Linked DNA regions of Mus musculus: regions 1, 2, 4, 5, 6 and 7 are each linked to region 3. The links are chromatin contacts, called in public Hi-C, HiChIP or PLAC-seq and promoter capture Hi-C maps. All regions are on one chromosome and are shown on one strand. Each heading gives the region's core, a stretch centred on a gene start, on an enhancer-like site or on the middle of the called end of the contact. The rest is flanking DNA. Distances are from core to core; before and after follow the strand shown.

Region 1 (2,985 bases), core at 375-2,874, 1.6 Mb before region 3:
CTTTACCCTAATCTTGGTATGATCAGCCAGATCTGCTTCACTGGAAAGAACCTTCCCATTGGCTGTAGTGTTTTAACCCAATGAAAAGGCTGAGGACAGAACCCCAGGGAACAGGCAGGTCAAATATAATACCAGAGGTGGAATTACGGCATGACACCTAGACATGAGGTCATAGGATCTGACAGAAAGGGGGAGGAGCTGTCTTCTATGATTAAAAATAAATGCAGCTAGTTGAAACAGTGCAAAAGGCTAAAAACAGCTCCTTTGGAACTGTCACTGTCACCCGACATCTGACAGCACAAACTGCTTAGATACAGGTGACCTGGTCTCTGTTACTAGTCTAGACCAAACAATTCTGAGAAAGCAGCTAGTTGATAGACTTACTTCACCTGTGTATTTGACCTGGCAGCTCGCATGGGGGGGAATGTCAGCAGCCCCAACTGGGTCTTGCTTGAGCCTCACCAGTCTCCCCAATTCTGCACAAGGTTTCCCCAAAACACACCACCTCACCAACAAAATCGCTAACAATCTCCTTCTAGACCTCATTAACATCTGAGAAATAGAGTTCGGGGCTCCAACTCTATAATTCAAGGGCCTGGTACTGTTGGTGTCCCCACTCTTCACACAGGAAACCACGGGGATCAGGAAGACAACAGGTAATCTATCCTGGACAGTCACCTACTCCGTGACTGCCAGTCAAGCACAGACTTCCAGGACTGGCCCTGTCTATGATTATAGCTGTCCCAATGCTGACTGACACCACTACAGTACAGTGTTCTCCTGGGGACAGATGTACTGAAAAGCACCAAAGGAGAAGTTTCGCTACACACAAAGGGGAAATTCTGAACTCTAGTATTGCTGTTACTATCGTCCCGGTGTCCTTTTGTAAAATATGAGGACTCCTTAAGGTTCTAGTTCAGTGTCAGATACAAGTTAAGTCTATGAAGACCTAAAAACCATTCATATTTCAGCGTTTCTCACATTCCTTTACACTGGTTAGCGGTCTCTGCCAATCCAAGCTTTCTGGACGTGGGCAGATGGCGTGCGGAGGAGTGCCATAGTGACTCAGGACTATGCTCAAAGAGAAACAGAAAGTGGGGCAGGAGGAGAGGCCAGAAGGGGAGGAGAGGCCAGAGGGGGATGCGAGGGAGTTCAAGCACTAACTATACGAACAAAACGGGAGCGACACATGGCACACAGAGAGATGTTTGTAAACCGAGGCTGAGCTGTACGAATGCAACGGGCGGTCGTGCGCCTTGGCGGGTGTAGGGGTGCAGTCACCCTAAGGGAGAAGGCACGTGGCGTGTCCCAACACGCACACAAGGCTTGGCTTTCGGAGGTGCCCAGTGCATGGAGTGCATCCGCCTCCACTGCTGGGAAGGGGCGCTGTGGCCTGGGAGGCCCGGGGAACTGACCCGCGCCGTCCGATCGGAGCCAGGACCACCCGAGAGAGTGCAGCCCGGGTCCCGCCCACGTCAGACACCCGCCGGGACCGGGCAGTCGCGATCGTGCCCGCACCACGAGTACCCGCCGCGACGGCGGCCCTCCGCGCTCACTCACCATCTTTGAAACAGCTCTGTGAGATCTATAAACCTGCTCGAGTCCGCCGGCCAAACCGCTCACTTCCGTTTCCGGGGCCGAGACGCCCACCCCTCCGCCCCATCCGCCGGAAGTGCGTCCTTCCGGCCAGGAAGGAAAGGGGGCGTGGGAGGAGCAGGGAGTAGCGTTGGGCCGGGGCTCCCACGCTCGCTGTCCCCCGGTGAGCGAGGGCCAAGGGCGCAGCTCGGGTGTGCACTGGCCCTGGCCTCGCGGGACGGTGTTAGATGGGCGTGTGCAAATGCACAGACTTCCCACGGGCCATCCAAGGACGCACGGTGGTGATTTACATAAAGTCCTTCTGCTGAGTCAAAAGTGGGACAACAGGCCTTTACGGTTTTATAAATCGAAGGTCCGAGGCTGGGTATGTGTAGAACCTAAGGAAAGGACCAAGCTAGCTTAGGCACCGAGCCTCAGGCAGAGGCGGGCTCCAGGGTTGTGGGGTGTGGATATTTCCGAACTTGGGGGGCAATCACAACCTGAGTCCCAAGTCAGGTCTGGCCACCGGTTCGTTCATAATAAGCAACTTAAAAGCGGGAGGCAGAAGGCGGCGATATGGTCAGTGTGGCCAGACTGGAAGACAGCAAAGACTTGGGAGGTTCCCTGGGACTAAGTCCTTTTCGGTGACATGGGGGTGGTGGTGGTGACAATTTTAAGTCAGGGTCATCAGAGCTAACGTATGTCAGGCTCTTAGAATTACAAATAACGTGGTTCTACATGTTGTACATGAGTCATCTCCCTAAGTCTTTTCATTAAGCTTTTTTTTTTTTTTTTGTTATTCGAGACAGGGTTTCTCTGTGTAGCCCTGGCTGTCCTGGAACTCACTCTGTAGACTAGGCTGGCCTCGAACTCAGAAATCCGCCTGCCTCTGCCTCCCAAGTGCTGGGATTAAAGGCGTGCACCACCACGCCCGGCTTTTCATTAAGCTTTTTAAAATTAATTTTTAAAGGATTCCTCTAAAACGTTTTGTTTGACTGTCTGCGTGTGCATCAGGTGTGTGCCTGGTGCCCTCACACTCTTTTGCAACATTAGCGGTGTTTGCCAACACGAAAGAGTCTTAGGGTCTTATAGGACTGGAGTTATAGGTAGATGGTTGGGAACCACCCTCTGGGTGCTGGGAAAGGGACGCAACAGATGCTCTTAACCGCGGAGCCATCTCTCCAGCCCTGTTGCTCACATTATGAGAGTATGGCATAGCACGAAGGAGAAGAAGACAAAACAGGTCTTAGCTGTGCTGGCCGGAGGATGAGGCGGCTGGTCACTTGGGTTCTGCAGTCAGAAGCAGAGAGAAATGAATGTCGTCCTCTTGTTTTTGTCTTGTTACTCAGCCTAGGACCCCAGCCTATGGGATGGCGCCTCCCACATTCAGGGTACATCATTTTTAAAATG
Region 2 (3,117 bases), core at 341-2,840, 1.2 Mb before region 3:
TCTCACGAAAGCCTTCGGGGTGCGAGACGCTCTTGAGGCCCAGTGCTGAGCAAGTTCACTCGGTATAACGCCATGGGAAAGACAAGATCCCTGCAGACGCCCAGTTCACTTACTCTGGCTTTCCAGAAACCTGCCTGAGCGCAAGTCTTGGGAAATTCCTAACCTAAGCTCTCTATTAAACCTGTGCTTACTTAAAAATAAATAAATGAATAAAGCTGATCTTCATACACCTCTCCTCCCCGCACCCCCACCCCTGGCCCCGGACATCCTTTAGAAGGAGTTCCCAGCCGGCAACTTTCGGCAGCCCGCGCTCCACGCGAGCACGCACCGACACATGTGCTCGCAGACCCAGCCCCTTTCCACGCACACGCGCGCGCGCGCGCACACACACACACACACACACACACACAAACCCGGAAGCGACACCCCCTTGCTTCCACTCCGCAGCCCATCCCCCCTGCTCCCCGCACCCCACTCCCAGCGCCCCCCACCCCACCCCAATTACACCACGACCGTCCGTCCACCCACGCTCCCGGGAACCCGCCTCCCCTAGCTCCGGGGTTTGCCCCGAGCGGCGGAGCCCAGAGAGGAAACAGGAAGAAGGAAGGAGGGCTGCGCAGGGCCTAGGCCTCTCCTGCGGCCCGGAGGTGAGGGGAAGCGGGCAGGCTCAGGCCTCCTCCCCGCGCCCGGACCGCACCAACCCCGCACCGCACCACCCCGCCCGGGCCTCACTTACTCGCCACCCGCGGGCCATCGAGTCCGCCGCCCGCGGTCGCCGCCCCCGGGACGCCCAGCTCCGGCTTCTTGGGCCCCGCGGGCGGCCCCGCTCCCCCGCCCGGGAGCGCTCCCGGAGGAAAGGCGGCCCCGGCCGCGGCCGCTAGCGCCAGCGGGACGCTGTTGCTATGGAGGCCAAGCCCCGGGGCCGCGCCGGCGGCTGGGTCCTCGTGCAGGAACTGACACTCCTCGCCGTAGAAGCACGTCTTGTCCTTGGCGTAGTAGCGGCAGTACTTGAGCTTCACGCCCGCCGCCGCCGCCGGCCCGCCGGGGACGCCCCCGACGCCCGACGAGGCCGCCACCGCCACCGCCACGGCCGCCGCCAGCGAGGACGACGACGGCGAGGCAGCGGCCGAGGGCGGCGGGAGGCCACCGCCGCCGCCACTGTTCATGGCCACGCCGCAGCCGCGTCCCCCGCCGCCACCATAGACGAGGGCGGGAAGGAGCCGCCGCCGGAGCCGGATGGAAGCCGGGCGGGCGGGTTGGGCCCCGCTGAGGGAGCCGGAGCCGCCCGGGGAGGGGGAAGGGCGGGCGGGCGGCGAGCAGGGATTCTCCCTCTCCCTCTCCGCTGTCCTTAAAGGGGCCGCGCGGGACGCCGCGGTGGGCGCGCGGCCGGGGCTGCGGGGAGAAACGACCCTGAGGCGGCGGCGACCGGAAGCTGTGGGGCAAAGGCACGGCGGGAGGGAGCCGCCGGTTTGTTTTTAAACTCTTGCCCTCCGCTCGCTCGTCGGCTCGCGCTCCGGGTCCTCCCGACTTGTTTATGCCATTTTCCTCTTCCTGAGACGCTCGCCGCCTCTGCGCCTGCGCGAGTGGCGCGGGGCCTTGTGGGTAGGAGGCCTGGCCCGGGGGTGGGGGACCGCAGGCGTGGCCCCCACGGGGCGTCCGCGAGCTGACCGGAGGCGGTTGCTTCAGCCCGAGCCCTCGGAGGGAGGCCTTCCCCACGGCGGCGGCGCCGAGGCTCTCACGAGACCCGGTGGTAGTCCGCTTGGAGGGGAAAACACAAAATGACAGTCCGTCTCAGGTCCTTGGAAGGGGACGCAGCCCAACCTCGCTCCCCGGAGAGGAGAGTTTGCTTCCGTTTGTCACGTTTCCTCTCCCTTTCCCTGTGCTCCGCCACCCCTCTAGCCTTTGTTTTTTTTTTTTTGTTTTTTTTTTTTAAATCCTCCCCCTCGAAGGTGATGGACTACTGGCCAGATAGCCTTAGCTTCTGGGCTCTTTGTCAAAAGATGGAGCCAGAACCCTGGATGCCACCAAACCCCTGCTTAGAGCAGCACCTGTTTCCTCCGCTTTGATGGCCCTCGGGATTTTTTTCTCTCAAAGGTGCCACCTGGGACAGTGCTACCTTGGCAGCACGGGAAGACCCAATTCCAAATGTGCTGGAATGTTTTCCTACTCTGCATTCGAAATTCACTTTTTAAAAAAAAGTTTTCCCCTCATTGATTTCCAATTTGCTCCCCCCACCACCACCTTTTTTTAAAGGGGAGAGGCGTGAAGACAATTGAACCGCAGTGAAGTGAAAAATTGATATTAGGGTTTTAGAAATCTTCTCTAAAAGATTTTCTCAAAAGACAAATCCCTGTTATGAAAAGGACGGGTGTGGGCAGCATTTAAGGAATCGTGGCAGCCTGACGAAGTCACAAAAGAATATATAAAGTTTCACACTGCCAAAAGGGTGAGGTTGAGATGCATGCTATATAGATCCCAATCTGGTAAGCCTAGTGATGCTGCCCAGGGAAATTCTAAGCTGCTATCTCTGCGTGGACGCAGTGTTCACTCATTTAAATATCCAACAGGTATTTGTTAATGTTAATTACATGTTCCCAAGGAGCTGGGGATGCAAAAGTTAACCAGATGCAGTCGGACCTGAATTCAGAGGGCTTATTTATCCTCCGGCTAATGAGGCATAAGATGTGAATTAGTGTCTAGTGTTAACATCAGCTGTTAGAGGGGATTTAAAGAGTTGAACTCCTACTGAGAACTGTTGGGGAGTGGGGAGAGTGTTTACAGCATCCTTGAATTCAGACCTGCCTTTGGAACCTGCTTGCTTCTCTGTGTCTCCTTTGTACATTTGAGATTAAGTAAGTATCCACTTCATAATGAGCGAAGTGGTTCATAAAAATGTCCCGTGTTTGGGAAGAATTCAATCTAGCACTTGCTTTTTATTGCTGCTAGGTGTGTAGAGAAAGAGCATTCTAGCCGAAGCTAACAGCTTGTGAAGGAGGTCTCCAGGTGAATGGGGGTAGGGTTTTAGTAGTGTAATGATATCACACAGCTGAGCAGAGTTCGCAGAAGTGCTTTTCAGGCAGTATTAAGGGATTGGACTTTTTCTTGAAGGCAATTAGA
Region 3 (3,139 bases), core at 530-3,029:
CACACAGACATGGGTGATAAGTGGTTATTGTGGGGGGACATGGCGAGAGATATCCCAGGGTTATTTGGCTTTGACTTGTAACACAATCATGGAACTTTTAACCAATCTGCCTTGTAGAGTGTTTAACATGTCCCTGGAGGGGAGGGGGGAACGTCTGTTCACAAGTCCCACTTCCAGTATTAAAAAGAAATGGAAGGGACTTCAAGGTAAGGTGAGAGATGAGAGGGCTGGCTTGATGTGTGCCTCTGAAAGACATAGTCAGAGTAAGAAAAAAAATAGACATCTCCCCATCTTAGTCAAAGTTTCTATTGTTGTAAAGAGACACCATGACCAAGGCAACTCTTGTAAAGGAAAGCATTTCATTGGGGCTGGCTTATAGTTGTAGAAGTTTAGTCCATTAGCATCATGGTGGGAAGCATAGCAGTGTGCAGGAGATAATGGTACTAGAGAAGGAGCTGAGAGCTCTACATCTTAATCCATACACAGACAGCAAGGAGGAGACTGAATATGTTTCACACTGGCTGTAGCTTGAGCATCTAAAACCTCAAAGCCTTGCCTCCACAGTGACACACTTCCTCTAACAAAGCCACACCTCCTAATAGTGCCACTCACTATGGCCAAGCATTCAAACACATGGATCTACGGGGACCATTCCTATTCAAACCACCACAATCCCAAATAGAGCTATACAAAGAAAGCTTTAGAGAATCATGAAGCAATTGGATACTAGAAAAAAAACAAAGTCAGGCTACACAGAGACATACACCCACCACTGTCTCCATCACATAGCTCCCTGATGAAGTTGGGGAAAGGAACTCCAACAATAACCTTACTTCCAGAAGGAAACTCAAAGGAAAGTCTTATCCTCAGAACAACAACATAAAAGGACATATAGACAGTTTGGATCAATATTCAAAGGGAGAGAAAATAATCACCAAGCAGGACACCCTAAATAAGACCCAACCCACTTTAAAGCCATTGGTCTCCCCAATTGGGGTCACTTTTCTACAGGAGAAATCTGTAACACTCTCCTATGTTTTAAATATTAAACAGATGGGGAGAGAGGAGGGGAATCCTCCTGATAGACAGTATCACCTTTTACTCTAGTAGTTTCATTGATGCTAAGGCTTGCTACATCATGGTAACAAAGCACCCAGCAAACATGGTAGCACATCCCTAAGAAGGGCAAGAAGCTCACCAGCTAAAGGCCTGCCTGGGCTATATGAGCCCCCGTCTCAAAACAAAACAAAGTCACTCAATAATGAAAGAAGGGAGGAAAGAGTTATGAATCACAGCAGTATGCGCGTATTAAACTGATTAAGCCATTTGGCTGATGGGGGTGTCAGGAAAGGGCCCTACCAGGACCACAAGAAATGGTTGGGTAAATCTGGTGTCATATAATGAAAAAAGAAATTAGACAAGGGATAGCGGGAGAGAAAGAACGTGAATGGTTAATATTGGGAGCTTCGAAGTGCTTTCTCATCACAAGCACTTGATATTTAGTTTCCTCATCCCAGTGAACTACACTAAGGGAAAATTTCAAACTGGGTAGTTAACCCGGGTAGTAATGAGCAACGAACAGCTTGACAGATGCGTTTTTCTCCAGACTTCGTCAAAGGACACTGAAATACGAGAAGAGGAGCTGGCATTTCCAAAGGGTGGAAAGGCGCCTCCGCCTTCGGTCCTGAAGCCGCCACGGGCTCTGAGTGCCTTGACCCGAGCCCGCGACAGCCGGACCTGCGCACAGCAGATGCGGAACTCGGGCGCCGCGGCTCGGCTTCCGGGGAGCGCCGTTTCCAGACGCACCGGCAGGGTCGCTGCAGACGGTGGCCAGTCTTAGTTCTCCGAGGCGGTGCGAGAAGGCCGGAGATCGGACGCTCCTCTCTTAGCTTTCTCTCCGCCAGGTCGACTCCGAGCAGCAACACAGACTCTGAGCTTCGCGCCTCAGGGGAAGATTAGAGGGCGTAGCGGCCTTCGAAGGCTCGGCCAAGAACCTTCCGCCCCCTCGCCGCCTCGGTGAGAACAACCGCGGGTCATCGCGCTGGAGGTGGGGTCGGGGGGAGGGGGCGTTGGGTACACGGGGCGGGGGAAGGGTCATTTGGTGAGTCTCACTACTACTTCCGGGAGACGCCTCGGAGAGGAGGACGTGCTAGGGGGCGGGGTTCCGAGGGGAGAGACACTTACCTCTTATCCGATTGGCTTATTGCTTGCTGGTTGAGCTTTGCTAGTTGCTGATTGGCCGGCCCCAAAGCCAAATCCAGGTCGCAGGGGAAGCGTTACTTGAGGCTAGATTGAGGTGAGATTGGTCGGGTTCCTGAGTCCAGTTCGTTTACTGGAGTAGGGACTTCATCTTAACCCTAGTCGGGGGCCTCGATTAACAGGATAAGGAAAAGAACCAGTAGCGGGATGGTGGGGGCGGTTGACAACGAAGTGAAGGCTTAGAACTAAACTAACTTCCTCACCTAACCCTAGCTACACCCAGATGGGAACGTGATACGGTACGAAGGCCTTTGAGAAAGGAGGAGGCGCAATCCTCGGAGCGGTGACAGTGTAGGAGGAGAGACCTTCTGGGAGGTTTTTTTTTTTTTTTTGTTATCTAATTGTATGAGTCTCTAATTACCTAGATGATGGTATAACAGAACCTTCTGGAGAATTTAGCTCTGGCTTTGCAGAGGAGTCGGGAGACTACTGGGTGTTCCGGGACTTCAAAGAGGCAGTTTGCTGAATAATACAACTTTTGTTTTTATTCAGATGAGCAGCTCTCAAAAGAGGCACAAACATCAGAAGCATGGATACAGTCTCATCTGTTAGAAGAATGTTCAAAGGAAAATAAGGTATTCATTTTGCCTTACTTATGCTTAGTTAATCCAAGAATATTGCCTTGGAGGAGAAGATCTCTGGTTTTTTAATATTTTAAAGAACTTGACTTTTTTTGTCATTAGATTTCCACTTATTAAACATCTGTTTCAAAAATCAAGTTTCTAAGCTGGGCGTGGTGGTGCACGCCTTTAATCCCAGCACTTGGGAGGCAGAAGCAGGCGGATTTCTGAGTTCGAGGCCAGCCTGGTCTACAGAGTGTGTTCCAGGACAGCCAGGGATATACAGAGAAACCCTGTCTCGAAACACCCCCCCCACCCAA
Region 4 (2,889 bases), core at 180-2,679, 2.0 Mb after region 3:
CGTGAATTCCATCCCAGCTTGAGTAATTCAGTGAGACCCTGTGTCAAACCAACCAACCAACCAGGCAAGTCAGCAAGATGGCTCAGAGGGTAAAGACACTCACCTGAAAACCTGAACTCAATTGAATATGGATTCTCGCTTCACAATAGAACTAGACAACCAATTCCAATAAGTTGTCCTCTGACCAAAGACAGAGAGACAGACACACATACACTAAATAAATGTTGTAAGGAGAGAAAAAAAAAAGACCCCCTAAAACTAACGAGGGGCTGGAGAGATGGCTCAGACATTAAGAACACCTGCTCTGCAGTGAGGACCAGAATCAGATCCAGCGTCCTCTTAACACACCAGGTGTCCCTGCAAATGACTTAACCTTAACCCCAAGGTGAGCAGAAACCAGGGGGTGTCAGGGGGTTGCTGGATTCCAGCCTAATGAAGACAGTAGGCAACCTTGCCTCAGAACAGGCAGAATAGCAGCAGAGAGCACCCGGTGGATGCCCTCTTCAGGCCTGTGTGGGTTATATACAGGTACACACACCCCTACACACAACACATACATCTGCTTATACTCTCACACATAAACAAATCAAAATCTAAAACACACTAATTAAAAAAAATAATACAGAATTTACCGGTGAGGTGGCTCAGTAGGTAAAGGCTGAGAAGCCTGAAGTACTGAGTTCGAACCCTGGGACCCACACGGTGGTAGGAAAAAAACCAACTTTAGAAAGCTGTCCTCTGATCTCTGCACCTAGCGCATTGCGCACGTGCACACAGGAACACACATACAAATAAATATTTTTTTAAAAACTAAAAAGTTAATAAGAGGCTAGAGAGATGGCTCAGCAGTTAAGAGCACTAACCCGGGGACCCGGTGTCAATACCCAGCATCCACATGGGAGCTCACAACTGTGACTCCAGTACCAGGGGATCTGACAACGTCACACGGACATGAATGCAGGCAAAAGAAGGCAAACTGCACAAGGCACATAAGAATAAATAAATCTTTAAACAAGAAATGAAGAATTAGAAATGACGACTATCCTTTCTTATGAAGGCTGGAAAACAGACTCCTGTGTCAACTAAAGAAATCCAACCCTGAAAAAACCTGACTCCGCTTCGGGAGCGGTGCAGGCCGGTGTAGACGAGAAGTGCTTCAGGCAAGAAGGAGGGACGTGCCGGAGAAGGTTGGAGCGCAGGAAGCAGGCATGTGAGGACGCGCTGGGACCCGCGGAGTCCTGAGAGGGGACGTAGCAACCCGCTCCTTTCCTCCCGACTAGCACAGAGCGCCGCTGGCTAGCGGGACCCGGCGCGACCTCGAGAGTGCGCACGCGCGCCACCCCGAGCCGGAGAAATTGCGGCTGAGCGCAGCAGCCAATCGTGAGCTTCCAGGCAGTTGCGTCACTCCGAATCTGGCCGATCAACGCTGAGTTGATTATTGCTTCCGGCCCGCCCTCTAGCCTGAGGCCGGGGGAGGGCCGGACTGTAGCTAAAACCGAGGAGTACAGAAGCCTCCGCTGGGAACCCGCCCCACCGGGCGTGGGCACAGGTAAGTGCGGCGCGATGTCCCCGTAACATCGGTGACAAGGGCCGTGGAGACTCCGATCGATGTTATTTGGGTGGCACAGAGCAGAGGTGCTCCCAGTTTTCCGATCCCTCTCCTCCATTGGCTGCGTTAACTGGGACGATCGAGGGAGGGAGAGGGGACTGTACTTGTGTTCTCTGCTGCACACCTACAGGGCACCACCCCTACCCCTGCTTTGGAACCCCTAAATGTCTGCTCGTGAACCCGCTTCATAGCATGACCCCCATTGCAGCCTTTGCAGCCTTAGGACTGCAGAGATTTGAAGACGCCGATCGCCGAGCCTGCATGATTTTAGAGAAATGGAACATCCAGGAGCCTGTCTGTAGCCTTTCTTCTCCCTTGACGTTGGGAGCAAATCTGCTTGCTTTAGGATTAGTGTAGGCAGATGGTCACAGCCCTACAGCTCCGACATATGCTCCTGGTGACAGTGCAGGGGACCCACCTGTCGCCCAAGTGCAGGAACTGGGATCAAAGCCAGGTCGCTTCCTGCCGGCTGGGGCTGGGCCCGACTCTATTTACTCTCCAGGAAGGGCCCCCACTCCCATACAAGCTCTGATATTTCCTGTCTTCTTTTTTAACCCTAACATCACCTTGGAGTGGTCCCTGCGCTTGGCAGCCAGGAAACAACTTTAATAGCCAGTGCACATCAGACAGGAGTGAGGGTGTAATAGAAAAACCAGAAGAAGTCTTGCAGCCTGAAGACAGATTCCGCAGAAGTAAACGTTTTGTGGCTTCTGTGTGCTGTGTTGTGGCCTCAAGAGCATCTACTGCCCACTGCTTGCTCTGCTTTTTGTTTGTTTGTTTGTTTGTTTGTTTGTTTTTATGTATATGAGTACACTGTAGCTGTACAGATGGTTGTGAGCCACCATGTGGTTGCTGGGATTTTGAATTCAGGACCTTCGGAAGAGCAGTCAGTGCTCTTAACCACTGAGCCATTTCTCCAGCCCTGTTTTCTTGTTGTTGCTGTTGTTTTTGTTTTTAATTTCTTTGTGTGTGCAGATGCACAAGCGGCTGTGGAAGTCAGAGGTCAACCTGCACCATCCACTTTGTTTTTTTAAAGCTGGGATTTCTCACTAGCCCGGGGCCCACTAATTAGGCTAGGCTAACCAACCAGGAAACCCCAGGGATCCATCCACCTCTTCAGCTCTAGGGTTATAAGCAAGTGCCATTGTGGCTCACTTACAAGTATTTTTACAGTTTAGTGTGTGTGTTTTGCGTGTGTGCGCACACGCATGCGTGCGTGGCTCATGGGTGGAGATAAGAAGACAGCTTGCTGGAATGTGTGCTCTCCTTCCATCAGGTGG
Region 5 (3,128 bases), core at 221-2,720, 1.2 Mb before region 3:
TTGTAATTGCAAATGTACCAGGACTGGAAGATCTTAGCGTTGGTGTCTTCTCTTTCCATTTTATTAAAGGGGAAAGCCTAAAAGCAAACTAAGCAAACAAAAACCTGGTTTGAAGAAGTGATCTCCCAAGTGAAGGCTGGCCTCTGAGAACTGTCCTGGGATGGGCTGGACCTAAGCTTTGTCTTCTGGTTCCAGATGAATAACCGATAACCACAGATACACATCTCAGCAGCCTGAGCACCACATGTCTCGGAGAGTGAACTCTCCACACCTGGAAGGTTTTGGGTCTGTGTTTCTTTTTCTTTCCCTTTTTCTTTTTCTTCTTCTTTTTCTTTTACTTTTTTTCTTGCTGATGATATAACCCCGGGCCTTGCAAGAGCTAAGCTAGCAATCTACCGGTGAGCTACATCTCTAGCCCCACAAAGCTATCAGATGATTAAAAAAAAAAAAAGATCCATGAATAGGCTGGAGAGGTAGCTGTGTGGGAATTGCCCTCCCTATTAAAGATGAAATGTGCTGCTTTACATATGTATATTTCTCCGTCTGGCCGCTGATCAGTGGACAGTCTCACTGTGGTGTGCAGGAATGTTGGAATGTTTCTTCATGCTCCTGTTGCAATTCCAGAAGTGGAATCCATGCGTCGGGCACCTGACCTTAAAATGCCTAAAGCACCAAGCCCATGTCATTTTCCACAGTGGCTGCCCGGAGGACGTCACTTTGAAGTTTCCCCTAGCGGGAAGGCTGATAGTGCTGTGGACTGAGTGGAGGAGAAACAGTGTTGTTAGTGTGCTTGTATGCTCTCAGGGGTCATGCCTGAAGAGAAAAACGATGAAAAGAATGAGGAGCGGAGGACTGCTGTGATGGAGCGATATTACTGACGTCATTATGGGGAGAGAACTAGGACACAGAGGACAAATGGCTCAGGAGGGTTCCTTCATGGGGAAGCCAGGGCTGCTATCCTGTGCTTTCAATATTCAGCTTGATGCACGGGAAATAATTGTTACCTAGAGACACTATGAGACTAAAAGCCAGAACTAGGAGGTGACAACTCCAAACATCCTTTGAGGTGCACGGTCTAATTTGTTTGGGTGTCTGTTTAACCTCTCTAATTTATTGACCTTGAAACCGCGTCTGCTTTTCTGGGTCGGAGGTGGATGGGAATCTTGGACATCCTATAAGAAAGGACAGGGAGACAAAGAAAATCAGTCCACAATGCAGATCTACCAGATGTGGAATAAAACTCACGGGGTTACCAGTGTATGGCACCGATTCAGTGCCCATCACGGGACATCAAAGATCCCCGCGCATGAAGAAGGAGGTCTGTGTGTCACCACTCTTCTCACCCTTAGGAGTTTAAAGCAGAGGTCCGGGGACTCAACCACGGAGTCCAGGCAACTTCCCCAGCCGAACCGCACCCAGTCTCCCCTGCCGCAGTCCCGGTGCCAGGAGCGCAGGCTGGGGACCACGGCGGGCACGTGGGATCGGCTGCAGCACTGCGCCAGTTCAGCCCGCCTAGCAGCGAGCGGCCGCGGCCTCTGGAGAGAGGTTCCTCCCCCTCTGCTCTGCACCAGTCCGAGGGAATCTGTGGTCAGTGACGCGCATCCTTCAGCGAGCCACCTGCAGCCCGGGGCGCGCCGCTGGGACCGCATCACAGGCTGGGCCGGCGGCCTGGCTACCGCGCGCTCCGGAGGCCATGCGGGCGTTGGCGCAGCGCAGCGACCGGCGGCTGCTGCTGCTTGGTAAGGCCCCTCACCCCCTCTGCACCCCGGCCGAGCGCGCATCACTCCCTCATACCCACCGCGCGCTCCCCTCGCCGCCGCATCACTCCCCTCTTTCACGTCCCCCCTTTCAAGCGGTGAACTTGGCTTTGGTTTGCCCACCCCTGCCCTCACCCTCCTCCGCAGCGCTCCTCTGCAGCTCAGTCCCCAGGCCACCGCGCCTGGGCTTGGGCTTGGATGCTCCGTCAGCCTCTGAGAGTCTTCTTCAGCAGCGCAGGTGGCCCGAGACTCCCTGACCCGACCTCTGGGTACTATAGATTCTCGAGCCGGTGCGTTCTCACCTCTTTGAGATGTAGGCTGACAGAGCAAACTAATGGGAAAACTGCGAGCATCCTCTGCTAGAGCGGTCATCCCTGCTAACGACCCCCACCTGTACCAATTTTCGCTTCACTCAGTGGCTAGTTACTTTGGAAATACTATGCAAAACAGATTTATAAATTTAAAAACTAGCTACCCTTCCCCTCTCCATACTTTTCTTATTTTAGGATTAAACCCTAGTGACACTTTCAAGGACTCCTAGGACTACTCTCCCAAGTTGCCTGTTCGGGTAGAAGCATAGCTGTGATTGAAAATAGTAACTAACTATAGGGGGGAAAGTCCCCATTCTGCCCAGTTCTAATCGGTCTCGCGTCAGCTTTCTGTTTGGGAAGACAAGGGGGTTGGATTGAGTTGGAGTTGGAGACAGTTCTAGAAGTCGGGGGTGGGGGTGGGGGGAGATCAGGCCCTGCCCTAGTTTTGCAGCCTTCTGAGGCACTCCTGGCTTGGCCTCAGTCTGCCCAGTGGCCTATTTCCCCTTCATTTCCAACATTTAGGATTCTGGCTTGAACCTTCCGTGACAAATAGAGAAAACATTTTGCAACATTAAATGAGCAGAAACGGTTTCCAATTACTTTAAAAAAAAAGATGATAAAATTAAAAAATGTAGGCTATAAAGGAAAAGGATGGGGAGAACGCTGTACCTTTCTTAAGCGAGTTGATGCACAGGGACATCTCAAACGCATGGCGTGGCGTGCTTTTCTTTTCAGGCTCTATTAATGCAAAATGGTTAGCTTTGGCTGTGTATGAGATTAGATTAGTGACTTTCCCATAGCAGAGATGATTTTTCTAAAGGGCTAAAGGGTTCTAGGGAAGTAACTCAGAATCAGAGTAGGACTTGCAGCCATGCTCAAACCGCACTGAACTCCTTCGTAGGAAATGTCTTAGTCCCTCTCCAGATTCAAAGCGCAACACATGTGCAAAATCTTCTGTGTCCACTCCCCAGTTGTTATATATCAGTGTACCTACATAACCACTGTACGTCAAGACATAGAGTGACTCAGCTTCCAAGTTACCCCCACTCCTCAAACTCAC
Region 6 (3,063 bases), core at 166-2,665, 1.1 Mb after region 3:
TCCAGCTTCATCAGACCATCTCCACACTTCCTGTAGAGAACTTATTTTGACCTAACACTAGATAATTTAGATTCAAAACACTGCCACCCATCCTCTAAAGGAGTCTGCAATTTCCAATGGGTCCTCTCAGCTGTGAACAGCATATGAATTGAAGAAGCCTTCCCCCAACCCCCACCCCTGAGACAGCCAGTGACTTGATCTAATGGGGTAAACACCCGGGACTGATAACTTATAGAGACCTGAAATCCTAAGGCCTACTAGGAAACCAAAAGATTAAGGGAACTGATAAAATAGGATGCCAACCTAGGTCATTTCAGAAACTGGGCAAGGAGAAGATAGGAGAGAAACACACCATGACAACAGATGGCTTTATACTCAGAGATTCTAAGCTGCAATTTATTAAGTGCCTCCCATGTTCCCAACAGTGTTCAGTATCTGAACGGGGCCAGGAACATGAATAAATCCTTGTCCTCATGTCCTTCTCCGGAGGAAAGAGAGCAGAAAGTAAAGGAAGGCAGATATGCCTTGAAAGTCTCAGAAGCACCAGTAATGGCTATCATTTATTATCAGATCATTTGAACAGCTTCTCTGGGTTAGGAATTGCTGTAAGCAACTCAAGCACACGAACTCCACGCGAAACCCATAAAACCAAGTAGACTAAGAATCTTCTTACTGCAGCTGGGGAAACTGAGGCACCAAGAAACAACCTTCCCAGAGACACCTGACAAAGTGGCAGAGTCAAACGGGAACTCGGAGGGTTCTACATAAAGGACCCTATGAATACGGGTGCAGAGGAGAGTACAAGTCTGACTTGCGGGGGCGGGGGCTAGAGCTAGGGAATCTTAAGGTTACTGGAAAGATGGGCTTTCTCTTGCTGGGAAGGGTTCCCCAATAACTGACGGTTCGGAGGCTGCTCTAGGCAACATCCTAGATGTTGACGAGATGAACAGATACTCGTGACAAGCCACCGGGGGATGGGGGGGGAGATCCGCCCGTCTAAACTAATTTTACAGATTGTGGTAAATGCTCACAGTAGGGGTGCAAATGGTACTATGGGGGTGTCGGAAGCCGAGTTGTTCCTTCTCTCATCCGAGATGGAGGGCAGCTGGAAAGTGCTCAGAAACGCTCGGTCTGTGTGTGAGGGGGGCACCAGGGACTCAGAGGTAACCACGAAGGGCTGAGATCCCGGGCCCCTCAGCTCCAGACCCCGCGCCTAACAGCCCTGGGCCCGCCGCCCCCGCGTGCCATAGAACATACAAAAAAAAAAATGGAGGCGACCCGGGCCAGACTCTCCGCCCTGTGGCTCCTTACCTGAGGTTGGGGAGGTCTGGAGGTCCGGAGCGGACGATTCGCGGACTCTGGTCAGTCGACGCGAACTGGCTCCGGCGGGCGCGGACGGAGGAGGGAGGCCTAGAGGGAGAGGCTGACAGATCCCGGAAGTGACCGGAGCGCCTGCGCAGAGCGGCCGCTCTCAGCTGGCGCTTGGCGCAGGCGCAGGCGCAGAACGTAGCCTTTGTTGGCGTGTTCTGTCTGAAGAGCGGCTGCTGCTCAGGTGAGGCAGCCGCTCGTCAGCGCTAGGGCGTGCTTGTGGAACTGGATGGGCGTCCTACTCCTTTCTTTAAGGAGGTTTTAACACACACACATTTCTGAACCATGGCCCAAGTGTGCAGCGTTGGGAGCTTCTCAAGTGCTTTTTGTTACAAATTACTGAGCTAGGATCTCTCAGGCTTTGTGGTTCTGAAGAACAATTCAAAATAAAATAAAATAAAATAAAAATATTTATGTGGCTGGGCGGTGGAGGCGCACGCCTTTAATCCCAGCACTTGGGAGACAGAGGCAGGTGGATTTCTGAGTTTGAGGCCAGCCTGGACTACAGAGTGAGTTCCAGGACAGTCAGGGCTACACAGAGAAACCCTGTCTCCAAAAAAAAAAAAAAAAAAAAGAATTATATGGATGTCTGTGTCGGTATACGCATGTGAATTCAGGTGCCCCTGGAGGCCAAGAGAGCAACAGATCCTCTTGGAGCTGGAATTGTAAGTTACACCATGTGGGTGCTGGGAACTGAACTCAGGTCCTCAGCGAGAACAATACAATCTTTTAAGCTGAGCCATCTTGCCAGCCCTTGAAACTATGTTTGTGTTCCTTCATAGAGGGTGGGTCAGAACTGGTGACTATTTTCTGCCTGGCGGACTGTCCCTGTCCTGGACCCTCAGTAGAAAGTCTCAAGTCTACCTAAGAGTCCCCTTGACTGTTCCTAGATCAGGACCACTTGTTCCTGCACCCACAATGACACCACAAGAAGGCGCAATGGTGACATGGAAAGAGTGTATTCTATGTAGATGCAATTTATAAGAACTGCCCTGAATGCTACATCCAGTCAGACTGTTGCCCCTGCTCTGGTAGAAATTATGAAGCAACCAGTTAAGTACCCAGGTTCCACTAGAGGTAGGCACCCCAGTCCTTGTCTTGTGGTGGTCTATATATTTGACCCAGTGGACAGTAAACACTGCCCTAACAGAAATAAGGGAATAGTCTATTTCGAGTCAAATATCCATGAGCATTGCTTAGCAGTGCTCGGATTCCTTACCCTAAGTGTTTGCCCCACCTTGAAAACAGTTGCGTTATGGTCTTTAGAATTATTATCGGTCTGTGTGTGTGTGTGTGTGTGTGTGTGTGTGTGTGTGTGTGTGAGTGTGTGTGTGTGTGAGTGTGAGTGTGTGTGTGAGTGTGTGTGTGAGTGTGAGTGTGTGTGTGTGCTGTGTGAGTGGGTAGCACTCATATGGTGGTCAGAGGTCAGCTCTGTGAACTCAGTTCTCTGCTTTCACCTTTACACGGATTCCAGAGATCCAACTCATGTGGTCGGACTTGTTCAGCAAGCGCTTTTCCCACCAAGCCATCTCGCTGGCCTTGGGTGAACTTTTATAGTTGCAGGACAAGAGAAAGCCACACATCAGAACATTTAGCAGAGTTGCATTGGTGGGAACATCGGATAGGAGGGTTATAGCAAGAAGAGTCAATCTTTCCTAGGTTTCAACTTAGGTTAGAGAACTCTTAGCCTTAGTG
Region 7 (3,178 bases), core at 257-2,756, 1.7 Mb before region 3:
AAGAAGAAGAAGAAGAAGAAGTAAGAAGAAGAAGAAGAAGAAGAAGAAAGAAAGAAAGAAAGAAAGAAAGAAAGAAAGAAGAAGAAGAAGAAGAAGAAGAAGAAGAAGAAGAAGAAGAAGAAGAAAAATTGTCAACAAGAGGTTGGAAATCAATCAAACTCTGTAGATCAGCTAGCAGCAATGTTTGTTATTTTAGGCATATGAAGATTGTACAGTGCTGTGAAACTGTCAAGAGTGCGATGTTGAGAGTTACTTCCTCAATTCTCTCTGTGGCTATCTAGAGTCATCAGATCGCCTTCTCTCCAGTACAGAATATCCTTTTCTGCTAGTCAGCTCCTTTAGCCGCCCTTCCCACTCTGAAGCTGTTCCAGATCTGCCTCGAGAGAGGGTGGTTCAGTGGTTAGGAGCATTGCACCAGTACTCTCATCTGGGCAAAAATAGCCCATAGTCTGGAGTGTTACTCCTTTATCAATAAGGCTCTGGCCCACATCTGACCTTGATCTCTAGATAAGAGTAAGAGGCGCATTTGCAGGATTGTCCCCCACTTCCTGACGCAACCACTCCAGCCTAAGGTCTTCCTTTTTTGGACGGGTCCCCAAATCACAGAACTCTCAGCTTGCTTCTCTTCCTCAGGAAGTAACCCCCTATCAGCTGCAGGTGTGCTCCAGCTGTGCGCGTTGGCGGCCATTAGCGGCGGTCCTACTGTCTAGGGTGTTGCCATGGCTTTGTGAGACTTACTTACATCTTCTCAACAGAGAAAGAGCCGACTTTCAGAGAGATTTAACAATCCCCTCCCCCGCAACTCAGCAGGGGTGGCTGGAGAGAAGCTCACTAATGAAGAACACTTACTGCTCTGGGTTCCGTTTCTACGCTCTCAGGGCAGCTCACAACTGCCTGTAACACAAATTCTAGCACCATTTTCTGACCTCTGCTCGGCGTGGGCATACACATAAAATAAATGACTACGTAAAATGTAGTGAATATTTCGTTTAAATTTTCCCAAGGCCAACAACTCCCCTACTCGGAACTCTTCTCCTCTCATGAACTTTCAGTGTCTTCTCTCTCACATTGCTTGTGCAGACGCTTGCTGGGTCCACCGGAATGCTGCAGTGAACTGCAACCCTAGCGTATGACGTTTCCAACCACTTATTATTATCATCATTATTATCATTATTATTATTATCATTATCTGCTTTGGACAGGAGTCTTGTTATATCGTTGGGCTAGTCTCGAACTCTCGATCCAGATACCTATGACTCCACGGCGCTTCAGCGAAAACCAATAATCCTATCCAGATACGCTTAGCAGAACCTTCGCAGAGCTGCCGGGATCACCCAACTTGCCCAGCAACTCGGGGAGATTCAGCCGCTGAACCTTCGGGGGCGGGTGCAAGAGAATGACACTGCGCTAGACCAATCGCTACGGGGGCGCCGGCCGCCATACCCAATCACAAGCGAGCTAGGGAAGCGGGTGACAGCTCCGGCCGAAGATTGCCAGCTCTTGGCAGAGTGATGATGCTCGGCGGCCGAGTCACCACTAGGGCCCAAAGACCAAGAGTGCGGCGGCGCGGGGAGCGGCGGGGACTGAGTCCAGGGCCAACAGAGTCCGGGAGGTGCGCTTATTTCTCTTTGCCTTCTAACAGGGCTCGAGTGTCCCGTCCCAAGGGACGTCCCCCTGTTGCGGTCTAGCTCCACCTCGCTGCCCCTTCCTTTGGCTCTTCCCAGCTGGCGAACCGTGCTGAAAACCCGGGGGCGCTACGCCCCGCACTGGGTAACGGAGAACACAGTCCCGACTACGGTCCCACCTGTGCCTAGCCTAGCAGGAAAACTGTAACCGTGGGGTGAGTTTTAAAAACGAAAACAGAAACTAAACTCCCCTTCCGATCGGGAGCTGCTTTTTACAAGGCCCTTAACCTGCAGCCAAAATAATAGTAATTACATAACCTCCGGGTCCCCGGGTAACTTCATTGTTTACCTTATGGGAACCGGCCGGTGCTGTTCTGCTCAGCACTGTGAGCATTAGCTAAGCGGAGTCGGGGGCGGAGGTTGACTTAGTCCCTGCTCCTCGGAGAGAACTAGGGTACCCTCTCCCGGCAAGGGCACTCTCTCAGAAATCTGGAACTCTTTTTGCTTGCTAATGTTTGTTTATGACACATTGTTCCAACTTCCCCACTTTTGAGAATTTAGCCTCTGGGATAAAAAATCAACTGATGATTTCTATCCCCCCCCCCCACACTCGCCCCGTTTCTCTCCTCCCGCTTCCCGCTCTGCAATAGACTCGATCTGCCCACTTGAGCAATATGAAGATTTCATTCATAGAGCCCGCCATTCTCCTGAACGCGTTTGCTATGACTCTGACCATCCCGCTGACAGCGCAGTACGTGTACCGGAGGATCTGGGAGGAAACCGGTAACTACACCTTTGCTTCCAATAGCAATGGCTCTGAGTGTGACCAAAACAAAAGCAGCTCCATCTTTGCATTCCGGGAGGTAAGAAATTAAAATTAAAACCTCCCATCCTGGAGTCACAGGGAATGGAAACAGGTTCCAAACCAAAGAGGCTCTCCAAGGTGTGACCACACACACACACACACACACACACACACACACACACACACACTGAAATTAAGCCACCTTCTCTCTGTTCCTATTTCGGTTAATAGTTCCTCTTGACACCTTTAATCTGGCTCTTTCTAACTCTCTAAGGCACCTCCACTCCTGTCCCCAATCCCCACCCACCTTGTGGGACCAACTCTTTTATCCTTAGGAAATCTCACTACAATCTCACCCACTCTTCCTTGGTCTCTTGAATAACAAAAGTCCAGAAAAACTGACCAGAGTCAGCTGCCTCCCATGGGGGCGGGGCAGCAATTGTTGAGGTCTGGAGGCAGCCTTAGATAAGATAAACTGGGCTCCCTGGAGTTGAGTCCTGCATCCACATCTGGGCTGGCGAGTGCTTACTTTAGCTCTCAGTAAAACCGTTTAGCTAGACGTGGTGGGGACTCGCTCGGTTCTGTGTGTATCTGACAAGAGCTTTGTCATCATTCTCATCATTCTTATGAGGCAGGCTCTGTCAAGCAGGATTCAGGAGACGTCAGCTGTTTATCTACAGGGCTGCGTTTGCAAGCTCAGAACTGCGCTCACTTAGGCATATTTGGTGGCAACAAAAGATTGGCCCTG

Evidence for each region. Promoter capture Hi-C pulls out the DNA fragments that hold promoters and counts their contacts. A called contact is a pair of places that touch in the nucleus more often than the background predicts. HiChIP or PLAC-seq counts read pairs in DNA pulled down with a chosen protein or histone mark. Capture Hi-C pulls out chosen DNA fragments and counts their contacts.
Region 1: a Hi-C map of B cells shows a contact between it and region 3, with 7 read pairs. The contact joins the promoter of Pomp here to the promoter of Rnf6 in region 3. A contact is called at or near these places in 2 of 39 promoter capture datasets (erythroid cells and pre-B cells), 1 of 484 Hi-C or Micro-C datasets (B cells), 2 of 115 datasets of contacts at active chromatin or transcription factors (large pre-B cells and pancreatic cancer cells) and 2 of 9 other capture datasets (liver and macrophages).
Region 2: a contact with region 3 is called in a FOXA1 HiChIP or PLAC-seq map of pancreatic cancer cells. The contact joins the promoter of Pan3 here to the promoter of Rnf6 in region 3. A contact is called at or near these places in 3 of 484 Hi-C or Micro-C datasets (B cells, CD4 T cells and CD8 T cells) and 2 of 115 datasets of contacts at active chromatin or transcription factors (astrocytes and pancreatic cancer cells).
Region 4: a contact with region 3 is called in a Hi-C map of Th1 cells, with 11 times the contacts expected there. The contact joins the promoter of Tecpr1 here to the promoter of Rnf6 in region 3. A contact is called at or near these places in 1 of 39 promoter capture datasets (pre-B cells) and 1 of 484 Hi-C or Micro-C datasets (Th1 cells).
Region 5: a contact with region 3 is called in a promoter capture Hi-C map of pre-B cells, with 4 times the contacts expected there. The contact joins the promoter of Flt3 here to the promoter of Rnf6 in region 3.
Region 6: a contact with region 3 is called in a promoter capture Hi-C map of pre-B cells. The contact joins the promoter of Arpc1a here to the promoter of Rnf6 in region 3. A contact is called at or near these places in 2 of 39 promoter capture datasets (maxillary cranial neural crest and pre-B cells) and 1 of 115 datasets of contacts at active chromatin or transcription factors (pro-B cells).
Region 7: a promoter capture Hi-C map of liver shows a contact between it and region 3, with 4 times the contacts expected there. The contact joins the promoter of Slc46a3 here to the promoter of Rnf6 in region 3. A contact is called at or near these places in 2 of 39 promoter capture datasets (erythroid cells and pre-B cells), 2 of 484 Hi-C or Micro-C datasets (B cells and CD4 T cells), 1 of 115 datasets of contacts at active chromatin or transcription factors (bone marrow-derived macrophages) and 2 of 9 other capture datasets (adipose tissue and liver).

What each region holds. Positions count from the first base shown.
Region 1 is chr5:147,859,267-147,862,251 of GRCm38.p6, reverse strand. It overlaps Pomp (proteasome maturation protein), which reads right to left and starts at 1,624. Exons shown (of 6, transcript NM_025624.3): 1 at 1,561-1,624. The coding sequence starts at 1,563.
Region 2 is chr5:147,428,629-147,431,745 of GRCm38.p6, reverse strand. It overlaps Pan3 (PAN3 poly(A) specific ribonuclease subunit), which reads right to left and starts at 1,590. Exons shown (of 19, transcript NM_028291.5): 1 at 737-1,590. The coding sequence starts at 1,166.
Region 3 is chr5:146,220,097-146,223,235 of GRCm38.p6, reverse strand. It overlaps Rnf6 (ring finger protein (C3H2C3 type) 6), which reads left to right and starts at 1,779. Exons shown (of 5, transcript NM_028774.3): 1 at 1,779-2,016; 2 at 2,752-2,834.
Region 4 is chr5:144,222,155-144,225,043 of GRCm38.p6, reverse strand. Tecpr1 (tectonin beta-propeller repeat containing 1) reads left to right here and starts at 1,429. Exons shown (of 25, transcript NM_027410.2): 1 at 1,429-1,549.
Region 5 is chr5:147,398,831-147,401,958 of GRCm38.p6, reverse strand. It overlaps Flt3 (FMS-like tyrosine kinase 3), which reads left to right and starts at 1,470. Exons shown (of 24, transcript NM_010229.2): 1 at 1,470-1,739. The coding sequence starts at 1,694. It overlaps Gm26597 (predicted gene, 26597), which reads right to left and starts at 2,405. Exons shown (of 2, transcript NR_165432.1): 1 at 2,060-2,405; 2 at 40-1,172.
Region 6 is chr5:145,082,221-145,085,283 of GRCm38.p6, reverse strand. Arpc1a (actin related protein 2/3 complex, subunit 1A) reads right to left here and starts at 1,415. Exons shown (of 10, transcript NM_019767.2): 1 at 1,312-1,415.
Region 7 is chr5:147,893,143-147,896,320 of GRCm38.p6, reverse strand. Slc46a3 (solute carrier family 46, member 3) reads left to right here and starts at 1,506. Exons shown (of 6, transcript NM_027872.4): 1 at 1,506-1,840; 2 at 2,276-2,488. The coding sequence starts at 2,300.